2 separate regions of the Anser cygnoides genome follow, and region 1 is linked to region 2. The links are chromatin contacts, called in public Hi-C maps. All regions are on one chromosome and are shown on one strand. Each heading gives the region's core, a stretch centred on a gene start, on an enhancer-like site or on the middle of the called end of the contact. The rest is flanking DNA. Distances are from core to core; before and after follow the strand shown.

Region 1 (7,240 bases), core at 1,287-3,786, 150 kb before region 2:
GACTCTTTCCATGTCCTATTCCTTTATGGGGGGGGTGCTATTGTACCTATTGTGGCAGATCTTTATCGGCCCTGTTTATCACGTTGGGTGCGGGGAATGTCAGATTGCTGAATGTCAGGTTGCTGGCTGTTTTCATAACAGGAAGCTGCCTGCTGTCTTGCTGTGTTAAGGAACTCCCGCATGCACAACATTTTCCAAAACAACAAAAAAAAAAATCTAAACATTCTGCTGTGGTTGGGTGGCTGCATGGATTCAAGTTTCTATTGTTCCTTGTAAGGCAAAATCCTGTATAGATAAATACACTTGATACACATATGCCTGTTACTTCTTTTGTCTAAAGATACAGGAAATATGGCCGTTGTTTTGTCACGATGAAATATTTCCCAAAGCTAAAACTTAATCTCGACACTTTCATCAGTGCTTGGGAGCCTGGAGAGCTGCCATGCTTGGTTGCAGGTGGGACGTGGGAGAGAGCAGCGCAAGAATTGGTTAGTCACTGCAACACCGAGCATCGCACGACCCGGCTTATAAGTGCCTACATCCCTGCGAGCCGAAGTTAGGCATCCGGCTTCCCCCGAGCACGGCAGAGAGGGGATGGCTAATTCAGATTTCCGAGCAGAAGATTGTGGCTGCCACTCCTTGTTGAGGAATCAAGGTCTGCCCATGCTGCAAAGGAAAGTGACCCAAATACCAAAGGCAGGGGACACACTTTGTAAGGTGGGACACATCTCAGCTGGTAAGCTTGGGAGCAAAGTGTGGAAACTTGAGCGAGAGGAGGTCCTACGTGTCAGGGACCTGAACTTCCTGCTCGTTGTGGGCACCTAAACCATTCATTGGAGCAAGGTACTAATGAAGCTCCTACACATGGGCCCTCCGAGTGGTAGTCACTCTGACTGGTCCAGATGGAATGCAAGAGTTGTGTGGTGCGTGTAGTATCTCTGATCACAGCCTGACTCACGCCAAGGTACTCTATACCCTAGGGCAGTTAAGAGATATTGGTCTCAGTCACCTCTAATATGAAGAATTTAAACCTGGTCTTCCCTCAGCCTTCTTTCTGCTTCAATCAATGAACAGAGGCAAGAATAAAGCTATTTTCTTGTAAGAGTGAAATAGCCAGACAGAAAGGGCACCTAAACCTTGGGTGCGGGGCCTTCATTCCCCAGGGGTTTCTTTTCAGCTACCAGACAGCAAAGTGTTGAAGCAGGGTCAGCATGCATTCAAAATTTGGTCAAAAACAGCCTGGCTGCTCTTTCTGGCTCCATGCCTCCAGAATCAGGTCTGCAAGATGTATGTCTTCCCACGACACCCCACGAGGATGGCTCACACGGAAACGTGACCTCTCAGACTGCTGCCTGAAATCAGCTGGGCTGTAGGATCACGGCGCAGCCGCAGAGCAAGAGACATTGAATAAGCAATGGGGTTTCTTAAAAATCCCTGCAAATTACAGAGTATAGGTACCAATAGAAAATACGAGGCACTTTCTGTGTTTGCATATAACCCTTGTGGTCAGCATATTTTAGCTCAGCCTGGGCAAAACCCCTCTGCTCACTCTAGCCTGTAGTCTAACCAGAGTTACAGTCAGTAATGCTGAGCCTTTGTGCAAAGTACAATATATCTTTTTAAGAACATCCCCCTTTCCTGTGCCCAGGTAACCTGTTCAGGAGATATTCACAGAAGAAGTGTCAGAAACCATGACTGGTTTCTAATTGGAACCTCTGTGGAAAACCAGATGGTCCCAACATGCCATCAGCCCCTGTTGCTGGTCTCCTCCCCCTGCTGTTCATCAGGAAAAAAAAAAAGATATAGGCTGTCTCAGAACAAAAAGTGTCAGTTCTTGAAAGAGGAAATTGTAAAATCTGCAACTTCAATAGGATTTTGAGAATTTTGGAAGAAAATTCATCCTGAGAGGTCAGCTCTGCTTCCTCAAGTCTAGCTGTGCTCTCCAGGGGTGGGAAAACTTATGGTCCTGGGAGCCAAAGCTGGGCCAGACACTAGAGATTCAGAAACCCTGTAAGACATCAGGTTGATGGAAGTAGGGACCTCACACCTTCCACATTAGCTCTTAAGGAGCCAGGAGTCCATGGCTGCATCTGTACTGTCAGGGCTAGAGATGCTATAAGTTGAATGGCCATGATGTTAAACCAGCAGAGGAAAGGTAAACACTGACAGAGCGGGGAAAAAAACTTTCTAAAGAAGTTTTAAGAAGACAGATTCAGTTATATAAATCAGAATTTAAGCAAAGCTGAGTTTTATTTTGTGGGAGGACGCGACCAAGAAGTCCCTCCCATCCCATCTTTTTATTATTTTATGACCATGTTAAAACAAAGCTGATAAGACCCAGTGACCGGGGCCTGGCTTTGAATTACAGCATTAAAAAAAAACAAAAACAAAAACAAACAAAAAAAAACCACGATATACTCATATTTATCATATAGTCAGCAGAGGGCGTCAAATGCACGCACGTCTCATAACTCCTGCAGAGAGTTGGAACAGCAAACCCATTAGTGGCCAGCTATTCCTCTGAGCGCGGCCGATGCTTCCCCGCCAATTGTGCAGTTGCCCCCAGGTTTCCTTCCCCGCTCGGCCGTGTGCGGTGCCATACGGTGGCTGCAGACCTAATTGTTCGCCCGGCGGCCCCTGCAGACAGGATACAAGCCCAGTGCCAGGTGTTGAATTATTTTCCTGCTTGGTGGTATAGTGCATGGGAATTGTTGATAACGCTAACAATACAGCAAAGGAAAAGTGGGAGTGGGGGAGGACAATTAAGCGGCCTTTGAAAGCCCTGGGGGCATGTAAAATACACTCCCTCTATTCATGTGTCACCAAGTTCAAGTTCTTAAGTATAGAAACGTGCCTGTAGTTACTATGTGAATCCCTCTTAGAGCCTGAAACCTTTCAGTGAGACCTGGGGAGTCTTGGGGTAATGTTCACCCACTGGCTTAGTGGAGCTGAATTTGATTTATCCCAGGAAGCTGCCAGTCCTAGGATCCCAGAATCCCAGAATCACAAAATCCCAGAATCACAAAATCCCAGAATAGTTTGGGTTGGGAGGAAGCTTAAAGATCATCCAAATTCTAACTTCATGGCAGGGACATTTCCCACCAGATCAGGTTGCTCAAAGCCCCATCCAGCCTGGCCTTGGATGGATCAAGATGGGTCATCTCTCCAGGAAATGGCTACTTATTACTGCTAAATTTTGGTAGTGCAGGGGGCTGAGTTAGGGTTGGGGTCCCAATATGCTGGCCCAGAGGTCTCTTAGTTAAAGGTAGGTGGGGATAGGTGACTGCAATAAAGTAGTGGGAAGTTTGGGGAGGATAAGTTTTGTGGGTAAAGCAGACCTAGGATGTTGGAGATCTGGGCACAGGCCCCATTTTACGATGTTGAGAAAGCCTCTAGTCCCTTCTCACTCCTGAATGCCTGTACAAATTTTGAGATTTTAGGGTTGAAACTGTGTACTCTGATGGAGCACCCATAGTAAGAAAGTGCACCTGCTTCCCAGGGACGAAAGGTGCTACCAGAGCACACGTAACGGCAAATAACCCTGGCTACTGCCCTTCTGACCCAGCCATGCATGCAAGGAACTTGTCACCACCTTAGGCAGCATCCTGTCAGTCTTTCAACAGAGCATTAAGGGTTGATTTACGCAAGGATAAGGGCTCAGGGACCTTTCTCCTGGGCTCCTGAGCAATCCAAGGCTCAGGGTGAGCCTTTAGCTGTTTCCAAGCTTGCACACAGCTCTTGCAGAGCTGGTTGTGCCACCAGCCGTGCTCACAATACCGAGCTCCTGCACTGCCCAAGAGGTTACTGCATCCCAGCGAGCTGAGACCCCTCAAACTCACAGCTGTGACGACACCTTCCCATTGTCCAGTGTGCAAATCCCAGCATGAAACAGCGTCCCTTCTGATTAGGGACTGTTTTGTCAGCATTTGGCACTGGCCCAGCCAAAGCGACACCAATTATTTGTGTCAGCTCCCCTCTGAAAGCCGGAGATATATGAAATCTCAACCTGAGACAATCCATCACAGCTTGCAGTGGGATTTAGGACCTGTCACCCTGATGGGGTATTGACTGAGCACGGCTTCTTCCAGGACAGAGAGGTTATGGAGAGCATTATATCACCCCCAGCAAGGCACTGCAGACTGAAACTGAAAAATGAGCCTCGGAGTCTCATGACTTGGGTAAACGGACCAACGAGAGCGACCGAAGTGAAACCAGCCAGCTCCCGGTTTATGGTTATTGGAGGAGTTTTAATAACTGATACATGATTAATTGACAAATGTTTGTTTTAAAGCGAGCTGAGGCCAAGCCTTATTTGTCTGTTTGTTTTAACATCGGCTTAGGGTGATGTTAAAGCCTTTCCACCAGGGTAAACAGTGAGTTGTTGCTTTGCTCAAGAGCCACTGGAGTTTCCCAATAGTCTTTTTTCATTTTATTTACTTTTTTTTTTTTTTTTTTTTTTTTTAACCTGGGGTTTTGTACTGATATGAGGCATTGCTTGCAGAGGGGATGCGAAAAAAATGTGGACTTGGGGTCAGAGTTGGGCATTCGACTTGGAAGGCAGGAGCTGTGTTCTGCTGCTCTCTGGGGTTGTCTTGTTGCACCCACAATGCTTTAATGCCTCTTTGCTGTCTAATGAGAACAATATTAAAAATATGGAGTTACTGCTTGAAGATCCTTATAGCAGCTAAGGGTTAAATAACAACAACAACAACAACAACAGCAACAACAACAATAATAATAATAATAATAACAACAACAATAATAATAACAATAACAACAACAACAACAACAACAACAATAATAATAATAATAATAATAATAATAATAATAATAATAATAAAAGGTTTCAGCAATGTCCATAAGCTCTAGCTTGGTTTCAGCTGGGTTTACTGGGGAGTGTAGCCCTGTACACTACTACTATATTCTCTTCCTAAAAACTTCTAAGCATTCCAGAGACATGGTAAGGGCTAGCATGACTTCTGGTCAGACCCTGTAGTAAATGCTTCCCTATGCATTTTTCATTACTATTTGGTAAAACACGTCCATTTCTGTTTTGCAGTGGTCGTTGCTTTCTAGTTTTCCCTGTGACAAAGTTTGCCTTGCCTTGTTAATACCTAATAGCATGTGTCAAGCTTTCCCTCTGTGTGCCACTCTCCCCTGTGTCTCTATTCATCAAACAACTCACGGGGCCTTGGTCCTGGGCCTTATTCTTCACATTTTGGTGCCTGCAGCTCTACTTTTCTTCTGAAGAGTCACCTTGGAAGAGTGCAGGACAGCTGTTAAGGGCCATCCTTTTCCTCTTTCTTTCTAGCCTTGTGCTGGGATAGTCCAGGCTGAGGATCTGCAGATCACAGCCACAGATGAAGAAAATAGTTAGCACAACCCATGTCCTGAGGAGTAAATCTAGAAACTCAGGCCAGAGGGCATTGGTCTTGTACCTCTGATAGAAACTTGCCAATATCACTAAGAAGCAATCCCCAGGTAACTCAACCCCTAACCTCACCAGCACCCATTGCCCACCCAAACCCAAAGCAACTAAAACTAAGGTACTGCTAGGTGGAAGCATGCCCCCTGTGATTGCACTAGGCAATGAATGAGCACCTACATCCACACTCCTGCATTAAAACTATTGACAAAAAAAAGCTCACGGAAAAGCATTGAAGAGGAGAGGAATCAGATCAGGAGGTATGCTTACAGAGCAGGTTAAAAGTGCATTTTCCCACTATTCAGAATATTTATTCCGATTGTTTTATTATTGTCCCACACCAAACAGCCAGGAATAGATGCTCTGCTCACAGAGGAGAACAGTAACACAATAACCCAATTTCCAAACTCTCCATTTCCTCAGCCCCATGGCTACGTGTGACCTACAGGCTTCGAGCCTCCTCCTGAGCCTTCTCACATGCACCCTGATGCAGTGGTTATGGGATGCCTCAATAAGTCCAGGGAATCACAAGATGTCCCAGCTTGTAAGGGACCCCAGAAGAGCCGTGCCCATGGCAGGGGGCTGGAAACAGACGGGTTTTAAGGTCCTTGCCAGCTCAAACCATTCTGTGGTTCCGTGATGCTACAAATCTCTGACTGTTCACTGGCTCCGTTTGTGGCCGCCCATCAACCTTCACCCCTCTCCTTGTGGTTTTGGGGTGACTCACTCCCAGGTTATGCCACGGCCAGTACAATCCGTTTGGCTTTCTCCAGAGAAGATGTGTGTGGTCGCTGGTGTGAGCGCAGGTTCTTACCGTCGGAGGAAAGGGATTCGGGGACAGGTGGATTTAGGCACCTCAAAGGCACCGCTACCCACCTGAGGACTGCCCCTCGGAATGAAGGTGTGCTACAACCAAGCACACATCCCAGAAGGAGAAGAGAGGGGGGAAACCCAAGAGATGATGCTGAGATGCATTAAGGAAACTGATTACACTGGAAGATCTGCAGTTTTACCCCCCATGGATGACACACCATTCCCTCTGCCCCTCCACAGCCCCGGATGATGAGTCCGTGTCTCAAACAGAGGAAATGTCCCCCAAATTCATAAGACCCAAATAAAAGAGTTCCCTCTCACCAACCAGCTAAACATTGCTTCATCAGCTCACTTCATGGGAAGATGCTAAAGCCAGGGCTCTGGCAGGATTTCTATTCCCAGTAGGTTTCCCTGGATTCTTCATTATTTTCAGATGGAAATAAACCCCTTGACCTGTGAAAATGCTGCAGTGACTATCAGCAGAACTGCTCATTCATGGTGGAAAGGCATATGGGATATTTTAAATAAGAGAGAAGTGTTTTTCTTCTTTGCTTTTTGCTTCAAGTACCACATACTCTCTCTGTGTTGGGAGTGCAGAATTAAATCCTAATTAAAGGCTGTAAAAAAACAGTGAGTCTGAGAGGCTAGGAACAGATACATATTATTGCTGCTTTCATAGATCATATGAGCACTGTGGTGACATAATAAATAATCCACCCAAAGTTTTTAAAGGTAAAAACCAGCAAATCATTAATAATGGCTCTGGCACCATATATCAAACTGAAGCCTTCCTCTTACAGCTGATCCCCAGCTATTCCCAGCTGCCTTTTTGCATTGCTGTGTACATTTCTTCCTTCTTTTGCATTGCTCTTTCTGCCTCTATTCCCTGCTGCCATATTTCTCTGCTTTGTCCATACACATTGGTGTATTCTGCAGTCCACTGAAAGTAAGCTAGAATAACCCATGAAAACCTACACGACACTGTTTAAACCCTTTTGCTCA
Region 2 (6,526 bases), core at 1,904-4,403:
TGCTTGCCTCAGAGAATTCTTTGAGAAAGCAAGTCAGAAAAAGTTGAAGAAACAAAAATTAGTCCACACAGGCCAAATGACAGCACCCCAGGAGTCTGCTTGGCTCTCACCTTACTGTGCTTGATGGTCAGACTCCAAAATCACTGACCTCAAAACAAAATCTGACTATTCCACCTGCTTCTTTTTCTCAGGATCTTTAACTGCCTACGGAGGGTTAGGAGACACGTCACCACAGAGCATTTCACATCACTGTCAATCTCATATTGATATAAATTTCCCAGATTCAAGTGAGATGGCCAAGACCATGAGCGGTGCCTGTGTTCCTCCAGCAGTGAGGCTACAAAACAGCATCAGAAACGGAAGCTGTGTTTTCTATCGTTGCTGCTCCCTTCTCCCGCTTTTGTGTGAGCTTGTCTTGTTTAGTCTGAAAGGAAGCAGGATCGGACTTCAACAACAAGGGCCACAACAACATTAGCCTTTTTCAAATAACTTCTCCTCTTTCCCTGAAAAGGAGGAATTTCCCTGGTTTAAACCACAGAGGGTACAGTCCAAGAGGGGCCTACCTTACAGAAGCACTGCATTCAAACAAATAAGGGATATTGTTAACACGAAAGCCTTGCTCTGTATTTTAAGTGCTCAAAAGATGCTTTTTCCCCCCTTTATTTAGTAAAAATTTAAAAACAAAAATAAATCCTCTTTGCTACTACCTCAAGTAGGCCATGGTTTCTGTACTTAAAGTCCTGAACCACTTTAATTGTTTAATGTCATTAAGTGGCAGGGTCATGTTAACACACTTGACTTCTAGGTTGAATTAATTCATCAAAAGACCCAACCCCCAATATCAGAATTTGGCCTCCATTCAGAAGCCAATTACCTCTGCTTTAGCAGAAGCATTTGTTATCCAAAAACATTACACCGAGCTTTAAGTTTAATAAATTAACCAGTAGTGGAAACTGATCCCATCCCTCTACTGAACCACAGATTCACACCCACCATGTGCACAGGGGTGCATGGAAAGGGAATGCTACCAAGAGAGAAACAGAGCAAGGGATTAACAATGGCCAAGAGCAGAAAGCAGGTTTGGCTGAAATAATGCCATCACTCTACAGAGAAAGAGGTTACCCAGCTCCACAAGTTCTTGATACAGACTTTCTGGCCACCCATCGCTGTCCGAATTGACCCAATAAAGTATCTAGGAGATGTAAGAGGGCTTGCTTCCTCCTGCATCATCTAATCTGACCGCTTATCTTATCCACATGATCTCTTGGCAGGGTTACTGGAGATTGCAGAGGACAGTGCAGTCCAGATAACAGAGTTACTTGGCCATCACCTTTGCCTCCCTCTCCAGCCCTTTTCCCACTCACATTCCTGAGAATGTTCATAATTCTACAGTCAGCTGATGGTTCCTACAGACAGGAATTGATTTATTCAATGACATCAGCCTAAAGCCAGACAGAATTGTCCAAAATAAAGAGAAATAGTGTATTATAGCTTTAGGCAGGTTGCTGCAAGGGGTATTTCTAAACCAAGATTCTACTTGTCATATATAGACTACAGAAAGTAACAGATCACCTTGACATATGCTTTACTAATCTTGGCTGGAGCTTACAAACCAGAAACAATTCCTCTTACCTTTTGCAAACTTCATATAATGGACACGTTTCTTGGAGGATTTGGATTTTTCCTCGAGACTAAACGTCGTCTTCTGATTAGTCACCGAGGACTCTAAAAAATAAAAATACAGGTTCCAACCCTGTTAGAGAAACACTAACAACCGAATTCAAACATCACTGTAGTTAACTTTCTCTTTCAAAACCAAGTTGTAACAGCATACCACTGAAGGAAGCATGGTAACTTTCCTCTGAGACATGTTACTGCGTGATTCTTTTTTTGCCACATCCCCTTCCCTTCCCATTTCCAATCTAGTGTAATTTGAAAAAGGCAGATACAAGCACTGCAGGTCTAAGGTAAAGTCTAATTTAACGCATTTTCTATGGTAAGAAGAAGATGGATCAGTTGTGCCGTTTGTTACAAAATATTTCCAGTGCTAGTGTCTGAGAAAGCCGTAAGAAATGGTACAAAATAAAATACCGAACCTGAATGGACAGTAAGGGAGAGAAAAAAATTAAAGACATCACACCAGGCAAGTTTTCCAACTCTATCGCTACTTAAAGTGCCCCCATCTGGGCACAGTCTGGTATCTCTGTGTAAGGAAATTAAACAGGCAGACCTTTTTCTTTCCTGAGGCCAGCTAGAAGTGCCACATCTATATTATTTAGTTCTTCTACCTTTCAGTTGAAGGGCTGCTTCTGAGCTACCCCACTGGGAATGGTCTCTGGGGATTGCTAAGTCCCACTTTCATTCAGGAGTTGTTTGAGAGACTGTTAGCTTGTGCAGGTCAGAAGCATGTGAGGGATTATCTAACTATTTAACAATAAAGATAGCAAGTCTCTGTGCCATGGCAGGTTACTGGTACAGACATGCTATTTGTTAATTTAAATCTGTTAATTTACAAGAAATTATTGGAAGGAGGTAACCTGCAGTCCAGTAAGAACTACCTAATGGTTCTGTCCCAAAGAGAAGTAGGCACGACAGGATTCTGTGCTATAGAAAAGGCTACTTAGGGTGAAATGTTTCTTTTTTTTTTTTTTTTTTTTGCCAGTGGCAGCTGGGATAGGTAGGGAAATCAACCCATACCCTGCAGGCCAAGTTGAGTCACCTTTTTCATACAATCCCACCCCTGAAAGCTGTGCAGACCAAGTTTTTCTGACATTGGTATTACAGCACTTCACAAGTAGTGCCACCTGATGATAGTCATAGACCTAAAAATGAGATCTACAGCCCGCAGTGGGAGAGTTTATTACCAGAAAGCAGCCTCAGATCTACTCTGGATGTTGCACGTAAACCTTAACTAGAAAATCCAGTTTTAGACAGATTTTGCAGTCAACTTGAAAATCCTCAATAGAAGGGCCTATGGGCAAAGTAAGCATGACAATTAAAATACCCTGACTATAGGCGCAACACTCTGAGCCTGCTCTCCTATATGCTTGTACTGAATTTTACACAGGAAGGGACTTCCACAAGGCTTCCTCCCGCACTTCATTCTTACAGCAAAAGGGGTAGCAGCACCGCCTTGTGCCTTCAAGAAGTAATTTCACCGAGCTTAGAAATGTGCTGGCAATGGGCACATACAAGTTGGTACATCTGCCTGTCTTCTGCTGTGTCTAAACGCAATTTAGTCATAAATAAGTTGGGGCATTTCTAGAGCAAATCTGATACAGATAAATATTCCGAAGCACATGACAGGCACGGCCAGCATGTTTTACCCCATTTTACAGACACAGTCCTCACCACTCAGCATCCCAGCAAAAAAGCCAAGAATCAAAACTCCTCACCAGGTGCTCAGCTAGAAAAATAAGAGAAGAAAGCTAAATCTATCTAGATTAAGGGTATTTGAATGTTGGCATACAAACCGACACAGGGCCCTTCCTTCCCAATCTCTAATTGCAATCCAGCTCTGGCAACTACACCAGTTATTTAAGAACAATGAAGGTTTTCAGCTGACTTTTAATGCAATTTGAAACTGGATGATGGCCAACAATGTAACATTTGATCCTGCAGCACAGCTGCAGGCGGAATTATCTGGATGAGTTTTGCCAGCTTAAACAATTGCCAAAGAAACAAGTTTCAGAGCAATGCTTACAGTCTGCAAATCACCCAACGTGATTCTGACCGGGACTTTTCAACTTGCATCCGAATTTGTGCTCAGTGACTGAAATCTCTTGTCCAAGCTGCTAAAAAGACCAAGGAAAAATAACTGAGTAAAAAAGGGAGAAATATGGTTTTATGGGACCACTTTGTATCCGTACAGATGACCTACAGGATAGAGTACAGCTTTAGGAACAAGACAGCCTTGCTCAATGAACCTGCCTCTGTGCTGACTCATTGTGCCCTTGGGCAAATCATTTCAGCTCCCTGCTCATCAGTTTGCAGGTTTCCCACCAGTTACACCTAAACGATCTTCTCATGGCTCAAGTTGGAACTTGGGTAGGATTTAGATATAAAGGTAGACAGGAACTTTTGGAATTTCCCTACAATACGCTATTCTACCTCTTGAGGACTTTCACTACAGCAGCTAGCAGCACTGTGTGGCCTCAGATCACGATGAGGGCTCCAATGCACGAGAATAACTTAACACAGCAATTAAAGTAACTGTTTTTAAAGCATTGTGTTTAGAATTTTAATCCCAGCCCTCTAGGATTAGACAACAAGTTTGAGACTTCATTTTAACTGATCTTCCTCCTCCTCTTTCTACCTTTCCTCTTCCTGAAAATCTTTTGCGCACAAATGTTAAGGATGAATTAAGAGTGGCTAACTTCATTAAGCTGGCAATTCCGACACCAGCAGCACGTGGACAAGTTGCTGTGCCCAAACAGAAGCCCTTGGTTTAACAACACTCCACAGGGTTGTTTAGATGTACGCTCAGAGTTTGAGATGTACCAGTCCAAAGGAGAGATTGTAAGCCAGCTGAAATTCTTTCTGTAAGCTCACACCTGACAGCCTTGCATTAGTTCATTTTTACAAACCAAGGTCAAACCGCACAACACTTTTCAAAACCAATAAACTTTATAAATAGCCCCTTTGGGAGAGCTGTGTAGTTACCCCACTTGTGTGCTCTACAAAAATCACATTATACTACACTCAAAACAGAGATGCATAACTCTGAGTCAAAAGCAAAGGAGCAGCTCTTTGAGGACAGGAAAAGTAGGTATTCAAGAAACCACCAGAGCATGGAAACCAGATGTGATAGTTAATAAGGAAAAAGGAAGGCAAATGCACTGCAATGGTGAATGCCTGTGTTCTGAGCTTTCATACTGGCTCTGGATGCTTTAAAAAGAAACAAGCACGGCTGTAGTACATCCCAGAAAAAGGTCCCCCGTGTCTTGGATAAAACTCCCAAACTCAGAATTTTGATGTTTGGTTTCTTCAGTAAAAAGCCTTTAATAGAGGTTAAACTGATCCACTGAGATCTACGCATCCAGGCAAACTTAAGCATGGTCATGGATGGCAACATGCCCTTCAGCTCCCAGGGATCTGGGGGGAGAAAGAAAAGGGGGAGCTGCTGACCTCCGCAAGGATACACTGCTAGCAGCCCAAAGGATTGGGCCTCAGCTAGCCTTGTAAGACAGAGAATGGAAACTCTGCTAAGCTTCCAGCATCTGATTGAGCAATGCATGAACCTACCTGTTTCACCCTGTCCGTGGCAATCGTTCAGTTCAGCCAGAAGCTGGTTGAAGTCATCCTGATGAGCAATCCAGTTGTCCTGTAAATATCACCCACGTGAATACGAGGCAACAGTTTTCAGACCTAACAGAGGTTTTGCTAAAACAGGTTTTAAACTCTGCTCTCCAAGAAGCAACTTAATTGCATATACTCAACCCTTCTTGATGGGAGGGACCAACAAAGCTCCACAGGTGGCAATACTAACAACAGCGTACTACAATCACTCCGACGTACTGAACTGATAAGGGTTGTGTTTGTAAGCCTTTAAACAACACTGAGCTGCTGTTGGCTCTGCACGTCCCAGTCTGCATAAGACGTTTTTCAAAACTAGGCAGAAAATACTAGTGTGATTTTCCAGCAATGAAGTTATTTAAGTTGTTGATTCCGGGACAAATATCTTTAGAAGCACATTCAGCTCTCCCTATATACCTGAACTCCAGTCAGGAAGGTGACTGTGTAAGGATGAGGGGCAGAAAGCATAAAGCTAAGCTGGGTAGGAGACACAGGGAATAAGCAAATATTTTAGTGATTCGGAAGCAAAAACTCTCTGAACGACCTAAGAATTCACTGTAACCTTTCCAAGCAGGTACTTACTTCCAAAATACCTAACAGAGCATAACTACACTCCAGCTCAACAGTTTCTGCAGAGATATTCACAAAGGTACATGCTACCACCAGGTGTGGTAACAGATTTCACTAAGGTCCCATTATAAAAGCTGACAAGGGAGCCACATCTCCTTACCTGGGTCTAGCACTCACCTCATGATTGATGGATGCTCCTAACCCCAGCATGTTGTTTTTCACCTGAACCTTGATATGTTCTGTATTTCCTTGCTCCTGAGCACCAAGACCCTATGAGGATTTAAGGGGAAAAAAAATGCAAGGATTTTCCAGCAGTGACTAAGCAACTTGAGCCGTTGTAGTGGAAGACATTTTGCAATGAAATACAGCAAGAAACCACAAGTTACTATTTGCTTGCCTGCAACTGAATCCATTCACAGACATTAGCACACAAGAGATATTATGTATTTTTAATTTACTACTTAACCCTCCAGCAAAATACCATAAACACTAAAATAACAACAACGTTAAACAGTCGGGTGATTAATCAGAAAGCCACCTGACATTCCTAGGCAAGTCCAAAGTGTTTACAATTTTCAAACAAGACACTACATAAGAAAAACATGCCTCTTACCAAAACCACCTCCCTCATGGCAAAGGCAGCTGCGTAAATGCTGAGAGA

The links. Hi-C and Micro-C count contacts between places; a contact is called where the count stands out from the background.
Region 1: a contact with region 2 is called in a Hi-C map of liver, with 2.1 times the contacts expected there. The contact joins two enhancer-like sites. A contact is called at or near these places in 4 of 7 Hi-C or Micro-C datasets (granulosa cells and liver).

The regions. Positions count from the first base shown.
Region 1 is chr3:120,198,352-120,205,591 of Taihu_goose_T2T_genome, reverse strand. No RefSeq gene overlaps it. Among named protein-coding and RNA genes, the nearest start is that of RP1L1, 26 kb to the right of the region's middle. Within about 2 kb of position 2,536, at least 2 of the 3 cell types and tissues checked have open chromatin away from gene starts, as enhancers often do.
Region 2 is chr3:120,050,223-120,056,748 of Taihu_goose_T2T_genome, reverse strand. It overlaps PINX1 (PIN2 (TERF1) interacting telomerase inhibitor 1), which reads right to left. Exons shown (of 7, transcript XM_048079353.2): 3 at 6,043-6,135; 4 at 5,245-5,323; 5 at 1,633-1,725. Among named protein-coding and RNA genes, the nearest start is that of PINX1, 10 kb to the right of the region's middle. Within about 2 kb of position 3,153, at least 1 of the 3 cell types and tissues checked has open chromatin away from gene starts, as enhancers often do.